4 separate regions of the Mus musculus genome follow, and regions 2, 3 and 4 are each linked to region 1. A link is a contact called in public HiChIP or PLAC-seq and promoter capture Hi-C data. All regions are on one chromosome and are shown on one strand. Each heading gives the region's core, a stretch centred on a gene start, on an enhancer-like site or on the middle of the called end of the contact. The rest is flanking DNA. Distances are from core to core; before and after follow the strand shown. Region 1 holds the start of Dicer1 (dicer 1, ribonuclease type III). Region 2 holds the start of Gskip (GSK3B interacting protein). Region 3 holds the start of D430019H16Rik (RIKEN cDNA D430019H16 gene). Region 4 holds the start of Serpina3f (serine (or cysteine) peptidase inhibitor, clade A, member 3F).

Evidence for each region. Promoter capture Hi-C pulls out the DNA fragments that hold promoters and counts their contacts. HiChIP or PLAC-seq counts read pairs in DNA pulled down with a chosen protein or histone mark.
Region 2: an H3K4me3 HiChIP or PLAC-seq map of bone marrow-derived macrophages shows a contact between it and region 1, with 3 times the contacts expected there. The contact joins the promoter of Gskip here to the promoter of Dicer1 in region 1. A contact is called at or near these places in 4 of 39 promoter capture datasets (the 3T3-L1 cell line, cranial neural crest, liver and 1 more), 3 of 484 Hi-C or Micro-C datasets (B cells, the G1E-ER4 cell line and uterus) and 6 of 115 datasets of contacts at active chromatin or transcription factors (bone marrow-derived macrophages, extraembryonic endoderm stem cells, large pre-B cells and 3 more).
Region 3: a promoter capture Hi-C map of hippocampal neurons shows a contact between it and region 1, with 6 times the contacts expected there. The contact joins the promoter of D430019H16Rik here to the promoter of Dicer1 in region 1. A contact is called at or near these places in 2 of 39 promoter capture datasets (the C10 cell line and hippocampal neurons).
Region 4: an H3K27ac HiChIP or PLAC-seq map of large pre-B cells shows a contact between it and region 1, with 2.3 times the contacts expected there. The contact joins the promoter of Serpina3f here to the promoter of Dicer1 in region 1. A contact is called at or near these places in 1 of 39 promoter capture datasets (liver) and 1 of 115 datasets of contacts at active chromatin or transcription factors (large pre-B cells).

Annotation. Positions count from the first base shown.
Region 1 is chr12:104,750,395-104,753,807 of GRCm38.p6, reverse strand. It overlaps Dicer1 (dicer 1, ribonuclease type III), which reads left to right and starts at 1,856. Exons shown (of 27, transcript NM_148948.2): 1 at 1,856-2,060.
Region 2 is chr12:105,683,650-105,687,062 of GRCm38.p6, reverse strand. Gskip (GSK3B interacting protein) reads right to left here and starts at 1,711. Exons shown (of 3, transcript NM_178613.3): 1 at 1,605-1,711. The coding sequence starts at 1,618. Atg2b (autophagy related 2B) reads left to right here and starts at 1,822. Exons shown (of 42, transcript NM_029654.4): 1 at 1,822-2,394. The coding sequence starts at 2,233.
Region 3 is chr12:105,452,111-105,455,523 of GRCm38.p6, reverse strand. D430019H16Rik (RIKEN cDNA D430019H16 gene) reads right to left here and starts at 1,668. Exons shown (of 2, transcript NM_001252508.1): 1 at 1,374-1,668. The coding sequence starts at 1,400.
Region 4 is chr12:104,213,049-104,216,461 of GRCm38.p6, reverse strand. It overlaps Serpina3f (serine (or cysteine) peptidase inhibitor, clade A, member 3F), which reads right to left and starts at 1,918. Exons shown (of 6, transcript NM_001168294.1): 1 at 1,842-1,918; 2 at 1,116-1,327.

The sequences.
Region 1 (3,413 bases), core at 607-3,106:
GCATTTTGATGTGTTATTGGTTGGTGAGGGAGGGTCTTTCCAGGGGCAACTCGTGTGGGTTGAGTGAATCATGTGGGAGGAGTCTCTTCTGCAGCTGTGTTTCTGTTAGTTAATGTTCTTGAGAGCAGGACACTGTCCAACTGCATATGTAAACGTGAGCTTTTGTGGATATGGATATATATCATATATACATGCATATATATCACATATATGTATGATATGGTATATATCACATATACCATATACATTATATAGTACATATTAATTATATTATACATTGGATGGTACATATACATTATACATAATATCTAGCATGATACATATATATGATAGATATCATATATAATACATACATCATATACATGATACAAATATAGTATATATATCATATATGTATGTGCCAGGGCTTTGGCATGTAGCTCAGGCTGGCCTTGATCTGTGATTTTGCTATGGTAACCTCCTCCTCCTCATGCTGGGATAGTCCAAATCCATTTTTTTTTTTGAAAGACAGCCGAGGATGTGGTGCACGCCTTTAATCCCAGTGCTTGGGAGGCAGAGGCAGTTGGATCTTTATGAGTTCAAGGCCAATTTGGTGTACAGAGCAAGTTCCAGGACAGCCAGAGCTATACAGAGAAACATTGTGTCGAAAAACAAAACAAAACAAAACAAAACAAAACAAATGGACCATATTGCCTCCAAGTTAAAGGTAAAGAAATCAGAAACATCTGCTAATGGACAAGGAGTTAGTCTTTAAAAAAATATCTTTTTTTTTTCCCGAGACAGGGTTTCTCTGTGTAATAGCCCTGGCTGTCCTGGAATTCACTCTGTAGACCAAGCTGGTCTCGGACCCAGAAATCCGCCTGCCTCTACCTCCCAAGTGTTGGGATTAAAGGCGTGCCCCACCACGCCCGGCGTGGCACACACGTTTAAACCCAAAAATTGAGAGGCAGAGGCAGGCGGAGTTTGAGGACAGCCTGGTCTACATAGTGAGACCTACTTTCGAAATAACAGTAATAAAAAAATTGAAACAAATGACACTAGTATTTATTCAAATAAACAAATCACTTGCACTTATTAAAGATTAGCCTTAATTTGGAGAGGTAACAACCACTACGTGGGACTGTTGGACATAGTTCAGACGGACAGGTAAGCGCTTCCAGTGGCTGAGAGAAGCCCGGGGCTAGAAGCGTCCATCCCTCACCTGGAGTACCAGTCTATTCCGGAGTCTTTTTCCAAGATGCCTACACGGAGGTGGGGGAGGGTCCTACACTAAGATGGTTTTCTTTAAGTCGGTCTCTTTACTCCTCTGATCTCAGCAAGAAGACGCAGCAGAAAGCTCAGCCTTATAAAACCAAGTTTGCACGCCGCGGGCATTTTCTGGTTATTCAAGTTGGTTTTGAGGGCTGCCCAAAGAGATCAGTTCTTTGGACCAAAAGAGCGGTGCAGCGGGGCTTGCGGATGGGGGCGATGTGTGCCATCATCAGGAAGGGAAAGGAGCCGGGAGCTGGGACTGCGTAGCCCCAGCGGCGCGTTCAGGATTCCGGCCGGCCGGCAGGCTGGCTGACTGCGTTGCAGAGCTCGGTCTTCGCATTGGGCCTCCGACGCGGCCTCGGCCCGAGTCTGCTGTCTCCCGGCTTCTGAGTGGCTGGGGGGCCGGGGTTAACCTTTCACCTCCGCGCTCCGTCCAATCACAGGACGGCTTTCATGCGGCCGCGGGGCGAGCGAGCGAGGGGGCGCGGAGCGGCGGCGCGACGCCGGTGGGATTCTCCAAGCCGCTGTGCGCCGTCGCCGCGGGCCGAGCGCGGGCTGCGGGCGAGCAGGGCGCTGCGCAGTCTCCGCAGGCGCGGGCGGGAGGGGTCGGGGCGCGGCGCGGTGCGGCGCGGGCGGCTCCGGGCCCAGGTGAATGGAGTAACCTGACAGCGGGAACGAGACGACGGCGAGCGGCAGGAAATGGCGGCGGCGGCGGCGGCGCCGGGCGGCACCGGGAGGCCTGGGCTGTGACGCGCGCGCCGGAGCGGGGTCCGATGGTTCTGGAAGGCCCGCGGCGCCCAGTGCTGCAGGTGAGGCGGGCTCCCTGCTGGGCCGCTTTGTGTCCGGGCCCGGGGGACGGCGATGCCCGGCCCGCCTCTTGCGCGAGGCCCGCGCGGGCGCCGGGAGCAGGCCGCGACGCCGAGCCCGGGCAGAGAACTGTCCACGCGGGCCTCTCCGCACCCCCGCCTTAGGAGGAGCGGCCTTTGACAGGTCCCGTTCCGCGTTCGAAGCCCGGGAGAAGACAGGAGGTATCCACGCGGGCCGGCGTCTCGGGAGCGACCCGGGCCTGCCAAATGGCGCGGGACCCCTGGATGCCTCCGAGGATCTGGAGGGGGACAAGGCCTCAGCGAGGTGCGGGCTGGAGCCCTGGGAAGGACTGTTGTGTGTTTATTGGCAGGTGACCAAGGCTGGCCCTAGGGGGTGGGTGGCCCAGGCCATGTTTTGTGCCCCTCCCCTTTTAGGTCGTCTGGACCTTGCGAAGAAGGGTCTTTGCTTAAGGGGCTTTCGTTCAGCCAAATCTGTGTGCATCTCCAGCCAGCACACCAAATTGGTGTGGATTGCCTAGCAGAGATGAGCTGCCCTTGTGACTTTGCCTTCAGGACAGAGCCAGTGTCCTGAAGACTTGCCCAAATGGATGACTGGGAGTCTATGATCTGTAATAGTCCTTGCTTTTATGAGTAGACTTGTGATTAAAGGGTTAGTTACCGATATATGATGCCCTAAGTATTATGGTGATCAAGTGTTGAAAGACGTCATCGGGTGAAAGAGACTTACTTGGGAGTTCGCTCCTGAGTTTCTGAATCTTTGATTGTTAGTTTTCTGAGGAACCTCACTGTAAGTCAGTAGGAAAGGATGCAGTTCAAGAGTTAAGCAACTTGAGATATGTTTTTCAAACCTGTTGTAAAGTAGGATCGCTGAGTTGGAAATTCATTGGTATAAACATTTTAAGTTTTCTAGGCAAAAATTTTCATGGTAACCAAGGACCTGAAATGTAACCGAAAGGTGAATACTGGGTGAGGCTTGTAGCAAGCAGTAGTTTGGGTGTTTTTGGAAATATCTTTTTGATATCTTTGGGGACTGAGTTCTGGAATAATCTGTTTCACTTTTCAGGCTACCTGTGAAACATGCAGTGTGTAATATAAACAGTGCACAATATCATGACTGGAGTGTATTTTATAGAACTGTCAGCACCAAGGGCTGCTTTTAGTGATCAATGTAGTAGCCTAAGTTTGTGAATTTACACGTGGCTCCAAAAGATGACTCGGTTGGCTTTAACTGGGTGATAAAAGACCTTGCAACTGCATTAATAATGTAGTTGTCTTCCTGTCCCACACTGAGCACTGCATTATGGCAGTGTTTCTGGGCAGGAGTTGTATAGCTAG
Region 2 (3,413 bases), core at 462-2,961, 930 kb before region 1:
ACTGTGTTCAGGAAACCATATCAAGCAGTCACCAAACAGAGCCTAAAGTCCAGTTCAAACCTCCTAAAGCCTGATACACAAGGTCCTGCTGGGACTTCCCACCCAGCTCTGTTTATAGTACAGAGAGTACTGTCATTATTTACTTGTAAGGTTCAGAGTCTCTTTGAGCCAGGGTCTCCCCATGTAGACCAGGCTGGCCTTCAACTTAAGGAGAGAGCCATCTGCATCTGTTTCTCTAGTGCTGGGATAAAACTGTGTACCTGATGCCGGGTAAGCATGTCTTATTAGTGTCAAAATATGCCTAGACCCAACCGGTTCTAGTCTTCAGGGCTTTCCTCCAGGCCAAACCACAGAATTTGGATTACTGCTCTGTCCTTCAGCACTGCCCTGGCTGTTTTCACCTTTGGTCTTCTAAGCCCAACATTCCACTATTAGCAACACTGTAGTTAGCAGTCTTAGGCCAGATTATGTAGCATTTCTTTTTATTTCACCCAGAGCAAAAGTTCCATCATTCCTTGCGATGGCTACACTCCTTCCTGTCTTCCCTCCTCAAATTCCTGGTACTTACCAAGCATTACGCATGTGGTAAGCCTTGCAGGTGGTGTTCTTATCTGAAAAATAACTCAGACGTTCATGTATCTTTCTACCTCCAAGTCTCCAACTAAAATATCATCTTTTAAAAATAAGAGGCCCTTTCTTACAAAGCACATAAAGACTCCGAATGGTGTGTGGTGGTGCAAGCCTGACATTTCAGCATTTGGGAGACCCTAATTTCTAGGGCAGTCTGGGCCACATAAGTTCAAAGTCAACCTCAACTACCTACCCAGTGAGAGACTGTCTCAAAACCCAATCCAACTAAACCAAAAGAACCCATTTTGAGGATGCCCCATTCACGGGCCAGAATTCCTTAATTCGGTCTCCTCAATCCAGGACTCGGTTTAGGTTCCTTCCCGGCACACGTCATTTCATTTGCCTCAATTTTCGAGTTTATGATATTAATCTGCTCACACCTGGCTGAGGTGGCAATGTAGGCTCAGAGAGGGTAGCATAGGTTCAAGGTGGCCCAGTGTCAAGTGTCAGGAATCTAACCCAGGACAGCAGACTTCCGGGCCTTTAGGGGCTGCCCTCCTAAGGAGCCAGCTGCGCCTCTTCACAGACTGTCTCCCTAAAAGATAAAAATCGGGCTGCGCAGAGCCTGCGGAGAGCACAAAGTCTTCCAGGAGGCAGCAGCCCCTCAGCGGGTCGGGAAGCGCCAGGATTTAACAGAGGAAACCGTACTGCCCGCAATCGCCCCGATCCCAAGTTTCCTGGTCGTCGGCGTGGCGCTCTGCAAACGGCAAACTACTAGATGCTTTGCAAACAAAGCCGGCAAGGGGGTGGGGGGGGGGGCAACCTGATGACAATAGGCATCGGTCAGAACCCGGACAGAAACGCCGGGTCTCCAGTCCTCGCCCTGCATCCCCGCATCACTTCCCGCAGGACAGCCCAGGCCGGACCCGCCCCCAGACCTCCGTCAGCCCTAGTCCGGGCGTCCGCCGGCGCCCACCACCCGGCCGCGACTGCAAGGTGAGGCTCCACGGGCCGCAGCCAGCCCGCCCACTCACCTGCGAGCGCCCATGTTCTTATCCTTCCTCGTCCGGAGACTGCTGGGGCCAGGATCGCGGCGCCGGCACCACCCCCGCCCCCGCAGTTGCCCCGCCCATTCACCACCGGAAATGCTCCGGCCCGGACTCTTTTTTTCCTGCCTTTCCAGCCCCGCAATATGGCGTCACTTCCGCTTGTGCCCGTTGCTCGAGTACGTGCCGGGAGTCTGGGTCTCGCGAACGCGCCAGGAGCGTGTCTCAGGCGGGAGCGCGCCCAGTAGATGACAACAAATTAGTCGCGCCGCGTCGGAGTCTTGTCTCGCCTCAGCCGCCAGCCCTCTCTGTCTGTCCCTCTGTCTCCCTACCGACGGAGCGCTTCGGAAGCTCCCGGCTTGGGGCGCCCGGTTCTGCTCAGCGCCCAGTCCCCGCCGGGCCTAGTGCGAGCGTCGCGACGCGGGCCATGGGGTTGCCCTGAGGGACGGCGGCGCCGAACCGACATGCAGCGGCCACCGCGAACCTAGATCCCCACCGCGGCTTGGGGACGCCGCCGGGCCGACCCTGAGGCGCTGCCGCTGCCTGGAGCCCAGGTCGGATCCCCCGAGTCGCCGCCGCGTGCAGCCCCGGCTCCCTCGAGCCGCCAGCCCTCACCATGCCTTGGCCATTTTCAGAATCCATCAAGAAGAGGGCCTGTCGCTACCTCCTACAGAGGTACCTGGGCCACTTCCTGCAGGAGAAGCTGAGCCTGGAGCAGCTGAGCCTGGATCTGTACCAGGGCACCGGGTCCCTTGCCCAGGTCCCCTTGGACAAATGGGTAAGCTGCTGTCAGCCAGCAGGGGTAGGAACTGGCTCTCCCCAGGGCGAGACCTGAGCGACTGTCATCCAGCATCGGGCACGTTCGGTTCTCCTTTGGGAATTGTTTAGATTCAAGTGTGGCCCGGCTCAGGGAAGTGTGTAAAGTGTAGCAAGTTTGCGCTCCTAGATCACGTGCTCCGGCTTAAACGGTGTAATGGAGGCACACACGGGGCGAAACAATCGAGTCATTGGTTGGGGGGGGGGGGGGGCGCTTGTGAGGCAGGCCCAGGAAAGTACGTGGCCACCCTTGCCTCTTGGGCTGCGAGTGTCTGCGGTGTTCCTAGGCAAACAAACCCTATTTCTGTGGATGACGTTAAGAAAAATTAAAGATGAAGAGGAGGTGACAGAAATCCCCAGTTATTTATTTTGGTCTGGATGCTGGTATATTTGCGTTTGCTGGGTTGGTTGTCTTCATTCACTGAAAGAAAGTTAGGCGAAGGCCCCTCTTGCCAGTTTGCCTGCTCTGCTTGCGTGAGGTTGTGAATGGCCCCAGTAGTGCTGTTTAGATTTGCCCTTTTGCTTCACGTGATAGATCGACAGGTCGTAAACGCAAATGTTGCAAAAGCTCGGGAGCCGAAGCCGCAGCGTCAGCCTTTTTTTAAAGAACCTGTTTCCTCCTAGAGGCTGTGAGTTGACTTCACCTGAACTTTGAGTATATTCAGTTCGCCAGAAGCAGTTGTATTTGCATCAGTGGGCTAAAATGCCTACTATTTTACTTAAGGCCTTGGGTTTGTCGAGTCTACTCTTTTTTCGAAAAGCTTAAATTATGGAAATTCCTTGACAACTTGTATTAAGAGGTATGACACAAGGTAATTGTAACGAAACTAGGTGACTTAAACCAGAGAGCACACACAAGTTAGTTTAGACAGCTCTAGTTTGAGTAACAGAAAGACCTGCCTTATACCAAAATAGTCCTAGGCTTTCACAGTCTGCCGAAAGACAGGTATAGTAGTTAACCCAAGTTCAGTTATCATAAAA
Region 3 (3,413 bases), core at 419-2,918, 700 kb before region 1:
GCCCACAGGTGCTGAAAAGCCCTGTTTATTTTGTCAGGTTGCCATAGCAACTGTGGATGCTCTAGCCAGCCCCAAGGTTAGTTAGTAATGATCAATTTATCCTGTAACCATGGGAACAGCAGCTTCTGTGGGATGCAGAGAGGGAGGCAGCCTCAGACATCCTGTGAGCTTTCTCTTTCTTCAGTTAGCACTCAGCTAAGCCCACCTACATCGAGAGTGGTAGTGACTGTTTTGCACATGATGGTATTTACACACGGGTTGAATATGATTAGCTGGGTCATGTTACAGGAGCTGTTAGAGCTCACAGCTTGCTTGCTTCAGAGCTAGCCCAAAGCCTGGGGTCCTGACTCCCCAGAGCCAACTTGGGGACTTTGGCTCCTTTGATGTTCCCGTTTGGGAACAACCCTCCATATCCAGTCTGGCTTTTGAAGTTACATCTTAAACAGACTTCCAACACACCGGCAAAAGTCTGGCGAAAGTGTGCCTTCGAACATCACTCCGGAAAACAAGCAGCAGTGTTGGGGGGGGGGGGGCAGGTCCTTGACAAGCACCCAGGAGACAGGATGTCGCCCCTATCACTCTGCTCCCAGCACAACCTCAGAAGGTGAAATATCATGGTTTGGGACTTGTGTCCGGCCAAATGTAGCCTTTACCCATGGTCGACTCTGGGTCTTCCCAGGGGCCACACACAATCCCAGAAAAGGGTGTGTGTCTTTGTTCTGGCTCAAGAGAACACCAAGGATCACAACTCAGGGGATTCTCCTGCAGCGGAGACCAGGCAGAGCGCCAAGAGGTCATTTGTCCGCCTGCCACGAGGAACCTGTTTTGTGTGGGGACGGATGGTGGTTCCCTGCTCAAACCCAGCACAAAGCAAAAATGCTTTTAAACCATGCATCTCTATCACAAAGCCCTGTCACACTGCCTTCCTGAGCGCTAGAGACTAAAGTCCCACCCACAGTGGAGAAGAAAGGGGGTGGGGGGTTCCCAGAGGACACCAACAAGTACCAGCGCCGAGCAAAACCAGAATGGGGAGAGCAGCTTCCCCTCTGCCAGTCCAGGGGCTCCAGAGCAAACAGCGGGTGGGGGTTGGGCAGGGAGGGGCCACTTCAACTGCCCAGGCTCCTCGGAACTGTCTTTCTCAGAAGTAGGGGTGCTCAGTGGAGACAGCCCTACTGCACCCCTCGATGTGCAAGGGGTATGGGCCACTCCATCCAGGACAGTCAAGCTCCCGAGTACGTACACCAGGTGGGGCTCCCCGGCTCGGGACAAAGGACCTGGCCACGGATGCAAGAGATGCACCCGGGAGGACAGCGAGGCTGGGGTCCTGCAAACTTGGAGACCCTAGGACGCGTGGGGGGAAGATTCCAGGTTACCTGAGCGGCCATAAAAGACAGATCCATGGTGTCACGGCTGGTGTGGCTGCTGCTGCTGCTGCTGCTGCTGCTGCTGCTGCCCCTGCTCCAGTCCTCGCTGTTGCTGCTGCTGTCGTCGCCGTCGCCGCTGCGAGTCCAGCCTCCCGCACAATTATCAGAGAGCGGGCGGAACCGCGAGCAGGTGCCCTCGGGCCCCGGCGACCGTGACCTCAGCAGCCCTGGCGTGGTGGCGAGTCTCCAGCCCTCTCAGCGCCCTGGCTGGCTCCAGGCTTCGGCTCCAGACGCCTCCAAGTGGGCGGGAGACCCCGGGCGCGGCGCCCCTCCACGTGACCACTCCCAACCACACCCCCGAGGGCGGGCCAAGCCAGACCCTTGATTTCTAGCAGTCCTCTCTCTACCCTGGCCAAATGGGGAAAGTGAGGTCTGAGGCGAGCCAGCTGGGGCGATGGGTGCCCTTCCCAGGGCACTTGACTCCAGCCCCAAAAGTGCTTTCCGGGAGTTGTTTGAGTAGATGTGTCTGGCTTTCGGTGGCAACCCTGCTCCTACACTTCTGAAGGCTTGGCTCTTGAACTGAGCAGAACAAAGCGGAAAGTCTAGCATTTTTGTATTGTGCGGTTTGGGTGAATTAGTGCTCGTTTGAATCTGAGTATCCTCGTTTGTAGAATGGGAGTAACGGAACCTAGGGATTATGTCTCCACAGGATGAGCTGTAGGAAGGCCCTTAGTGGAGACCATGGAGTGAATCGCATACATAACCTGCAAACAGTGCCTGTGGTTCAGTTACCAGAAAAGTAGCCCAAGTCACGGTTATCGATGCAGTGAAGGGAGCCACAGAGGTACCCAGAGGGGCCTGTTGCTCTCTGGGAGTGTGTGTGTCCATCCCTCCAGTCTCTTTCCCCCCTCCCCCTTCCTTTTCTCCTTCCCACCTCCTGCCCCGTGCTTCCGGTTTGTTTCCTTTCTTGCTTCCTGGGTCTCTAACTCTTCCAGGCTCAACTCTTCCTCGCTCCCTCACTCTGGCATCTATCACTTCTGCACCCTTCCAGGCCAAGCACTGGCCTTCAGTCTCAGTGCCCCCCGGAACCCCACTGGTTCCCACCGGGCTACAGCAGCGGGTCTTAACCGACATAATGTTGCAACCCTTCAATACAGTTCCTCATGCTGTGGTGATCCCTGAACATAAAATTATTTTCGTTGCTACTTCACGACTGTAATTTTGCTATTGTTATGGTTCGTAATGTAAATATCTGATATGCAGGATATCTGATATGCGATTCTTGTGAAAGGGTCATTTGACCCCAAAGGGGTCGTGATGCCAAGGTTGAGAACGACTGCTCTATGGCCTGGCAGTTCCTCAGCCCACCCAGAACCTTCACATCCACTGCACTTTCACCATGAAGCCATTCTTGCAGAGGTTTGTAGGTGTGTGTGTGTTTGTCTATGTGTTTATGTGTGCATATGTGTGAGTGCATATGTATGTATGTGTGCATTGTGTGTATGTGTGTGTGCATGTGTGGTGTACAACTTAAACAACAATGCCTCCTCCATGCAGTCACACAGAAAGAATAAATGGAGCTGGAGAAATGGCCCAGCCATGAAAGGCTCAGGCTCACAATTACACAGACTAAGCAATGGTCTTTAAGCCCTGAGGGCCATCTCTTCAAAGCTTTATTGCTTGCCCCGCTGCCCCAGCCGCCTGGAATCTAAGTGTTCATGGTCCCCGACTGGTCTGTTCCCATCTCTGTACTTCTGTCACTTCAAGAAAACTCTATAAATGGAACCATGACTAATAACCCTCTAGTTAGTGTCAATCAACCCAGCTACCTGGAGGTTCATCCAGGTTGTTATAGAGAACAATTTGCTCCTTTTTTATTGCTGAGTAGTATTTTATATTATTGACGTACCACGGTTAGCTTAACTACATATCTGTCAAAGGATGTCTGTGATGTTTCTGTTCTTTGGTGTTTATGAAAACATCTGCTATATACATTTATGTCTGAGTTATTTTCATGAACACGTCTGTCACCCATTCCTAAGGCTGTGG
Region 4 (3,413 bases), core at 669-3,168, 540 kb after region 1:
TTAGGCAGGACAGGACCCAGCCCAACCTCCAGGTGACCTGTTTAAGAAATCTCATGGCAGTGAGGTGGATCTAGAGCATGTTTCTTGGAGTGGGGATGTCAATTTGGAAAAAACACTATAATTATCTGGCTCAGTGTCAGAGCCTTGGGACCTCTGAGAACAGGTACCTATTAAAAGGACCAATAGTGGAAGGTTCTTTAACTCAAGCCAAGGTACCACCTGGTAGTTTATATCTCATTGAAAAACGGTGGGAAGAAAAGTGAGTGGAGCCTGAATCTCTCAAACCTGGACAATATTTTATTCTGGCTTTCTGGATGTCTGTGTGGTAGCAAGCAGATGGGTAAACTTCTGTGGGCAATCTGTCAAGAGGACCATGTTACATAATTATCAATAATATCTGTAATATATAATATCTTCAACATGGGAGTAGATGTGACAAATGTCCAAAGGGCCATCTCCTCTATACACACCTGTCCTGGGAGTCACAGGTACCATGAAACCCTACAAGTGATGGTTTGTGATCTTTCTGAAGACAGCTGCCCCTTTTCAGCCTCTGCAGACTGTAGGAGAGATCAGAGGAAATGCAGATACCTTAGGAGTGGGATGGGGAGGGGGAGGAGTGGGGAACGGAGAGGACAATGGGACAGGAGAAGAAGGAATGTGGAAGTGGAAGGTAGATGGGCTGTATGATGGGAGGATGAGGGGACAGGATGAAGGAGCTAAGAGAAGATGGAGGGGATAAGAGACTGGGAGATGTTGGAGAAAGGAGAGCAGGGGAGGAAGGTGTTGGAGCTTTGCCTCATGTCCCCAGGGCACTGACATGTCTGCAGAGGAGCCAGGGTCTTCAGCCACCTTTACTGTTTGTCAAACTGAGGCAACCATTTCTTTGGAAAAGCATCGGATAGTACTTTATTTCAAGATTATCTCCACAGAACACAGGCTAGTCTGTTGGTGGAGCAGTAGAATTGAGTCAGCAGCTGAGTAGTTGTCTTATCTATATTATACCTGTCTTATCAAGAAACCACAAAAACCACTGAATTATCAACTAACCAGGGCCTTTAGTTCATCTCTGTTTATAGTGCTGAGAATGAAAAATGAAAATATCAGACACTTACTGCTCATTGTTTGGAAGCTGCTGTCTTTTCCTCCACTCTCATTTTCCTAGAGCTTGTTCTTCCCTTCTCTTCTTTAGTTTTTAAGATCTTGCCAATGGCTTTGACAGCTCAGTTCTGTTGTGGATGGTCCTGGTGCTGTTTGTATTTTAGTGCTAATTCTTCTCTTCCAAGAGGGGTCTTCTGGAAGGACTCAGGTGACTGCTGTAAACCTTCTAATGAATAAAGACACCAATCACTGGGCAAGTAGGTGGGATTTCCGGGTTCTTACTATATTATACCTGTCTAGGAGAGAGTGTGGCCCTGGTTTCCTTTCCATGGAATTTCCAAGGGAAGTGGTGTCCCTGAACATAAGGCCTCTGCAGTCTGATATGAGCATAGCAGTGGTTCTCAATCTGCTGAGGGACTCTGTAACAATACTGTCCCCTCCTGGCTTCTACATCAGCACCTGAATTAGCAAGGTCTCAGTATGGACCTGTGGAGGGTCAGAAGGTGCAGGCTCCATTTGCTTTCCAGGAGCATCGCTCATGGCACCTGCAGCTTCCATAGCCATAAAGACCCAGATAAGAGTGAAGATTTTCATGCACTGCAGAAATGTTCCTGGAGTCCAATCTACTGCCCCAGATAAAAATCCTCACCCCCCCCAAAACAAAACCTTAGGTCATAGACAATACCACAAACCCAGTGAAGACTCCTTCTGTTCACCAGAGAGAAAGTATCACGCCTTACCTGCAGAGCTGGAGCAAAGGCCAGTGTCTGTGGTAGCTGGCTCCTGGTGGGCAGGGCTGCTGCCTTCCTGGTCTGCTGTTCTCTCCACTGTTTGCTGAACTATTTATTTCCACCAAGGACTGGTCCCACATCTTAGGAAATGGTGATGTATACAAGCTGTGCTCTGGGTTCTGATGGGAAATGGGTGATTTCTAGGAAATAGAACTGATAGGTTTTAGCTTGCAAAATCATTTCCTGCTGGGCAATCCCCTAACTGTTATAAATAAACATGGTAGAGGGTGTCCTGGTGTGGTTTCTGCTTTTTTAATGTTGAAAGGAGACTGTGGGAGAGGGATGTGTAATGAAGGCAAAAAGACCGGGCACAAGCACAGACCACAAGTCCCCAGGAGAGTTAAAGCTAACACTTATCCTGGGCTTTGTAAGAGAAAACAATTCTATGTCCATGCTGGAGGCACACATTCTGCAATGCTGACAGGCTTTAGCCTGCTTCTATATAAGTGTCCTGTCATGCTAGAATGGGTACATAATAAACAGAGATGTGCTTTGCACTGCTTGGCTAACTGACTTCTGAAGGGCAGCTGCCTGTGTCTGACAGTGGAAGAAATCTGAAAAGAGTCTTTGTCTGCAGAGACTGACTGGCTAATGGGAATTTGAGTTCTCTAGAGAGATTGGAGCATGGCAGGTCCTGACAGAGGCTCATTATCACCTTATCTTGTGCTAAGTTCTACCTCTATGGAACACCCATGCATTGCCTGCCTGTGTGTCAGAACTGCCATCTGTGACAATAGGATCTATTAACTTAGCAACCAGCTAGCTGCACCCCAAGAGCTAAGCATGGCAGCAGATGATGCCTTGAGTCTAGAGAGCAGCTTTCCCCATGCTGATGCTGATGCAGCTGCCTCTCTCAGGTATCCGCCCATGTCTCCTAAACTTGCCCAGGTTTGTGACTTTCTTTCTTTTGTAAAGCTATAATGATTTTGTAGAGATGATTCCTCATTGGAACAAGGAATTTGAGTGATGAAAATCTGTGTTCTCTGACAATTGTCATGCAAACTGGCTTTAGAATGAAGTATCCCTTACTCTCTTTAGGATCATAGCTGTGGATTTTGTGTCAACAGTAGGGTGAGTTCTCAGCAGCATGTGTTCGGTTCATAGCTGCAGTCCCCCAAATGGAAGTGCAGGTCCTAACAGGGAGGATTCTTGATGCCTAAGGAAAGCCTCAAGTTGGCTCTACACACACCAGGAAAGAAGATGGTCTATGGTTTATTCCTGTTCGCCAGGAAGAACCTTAATATTCCCATAAATATCAGCGACTTCAGGCAAGGGACCTAGTTTCTATTCCATGCAGACAGCCTGAATCATCTCAAAGCACCCTATACTGCTGTCATATCAAATCTTTTTTCTTCTTTCAGATGTTGCTTCTTCTCTGTGCCTGCAGGCATGAAATGGGGGGGTGGGGGGAGGAGGGAGGAGTGGGGGGAGAGGTGGGACTGGGAGGAGAGGAGGAGGGAGAAAGGGAGAGCAGAAGGGAGAAGGGAGAGTGGAGGAGAGGGGAAAGGGGTGAGGGGAGAG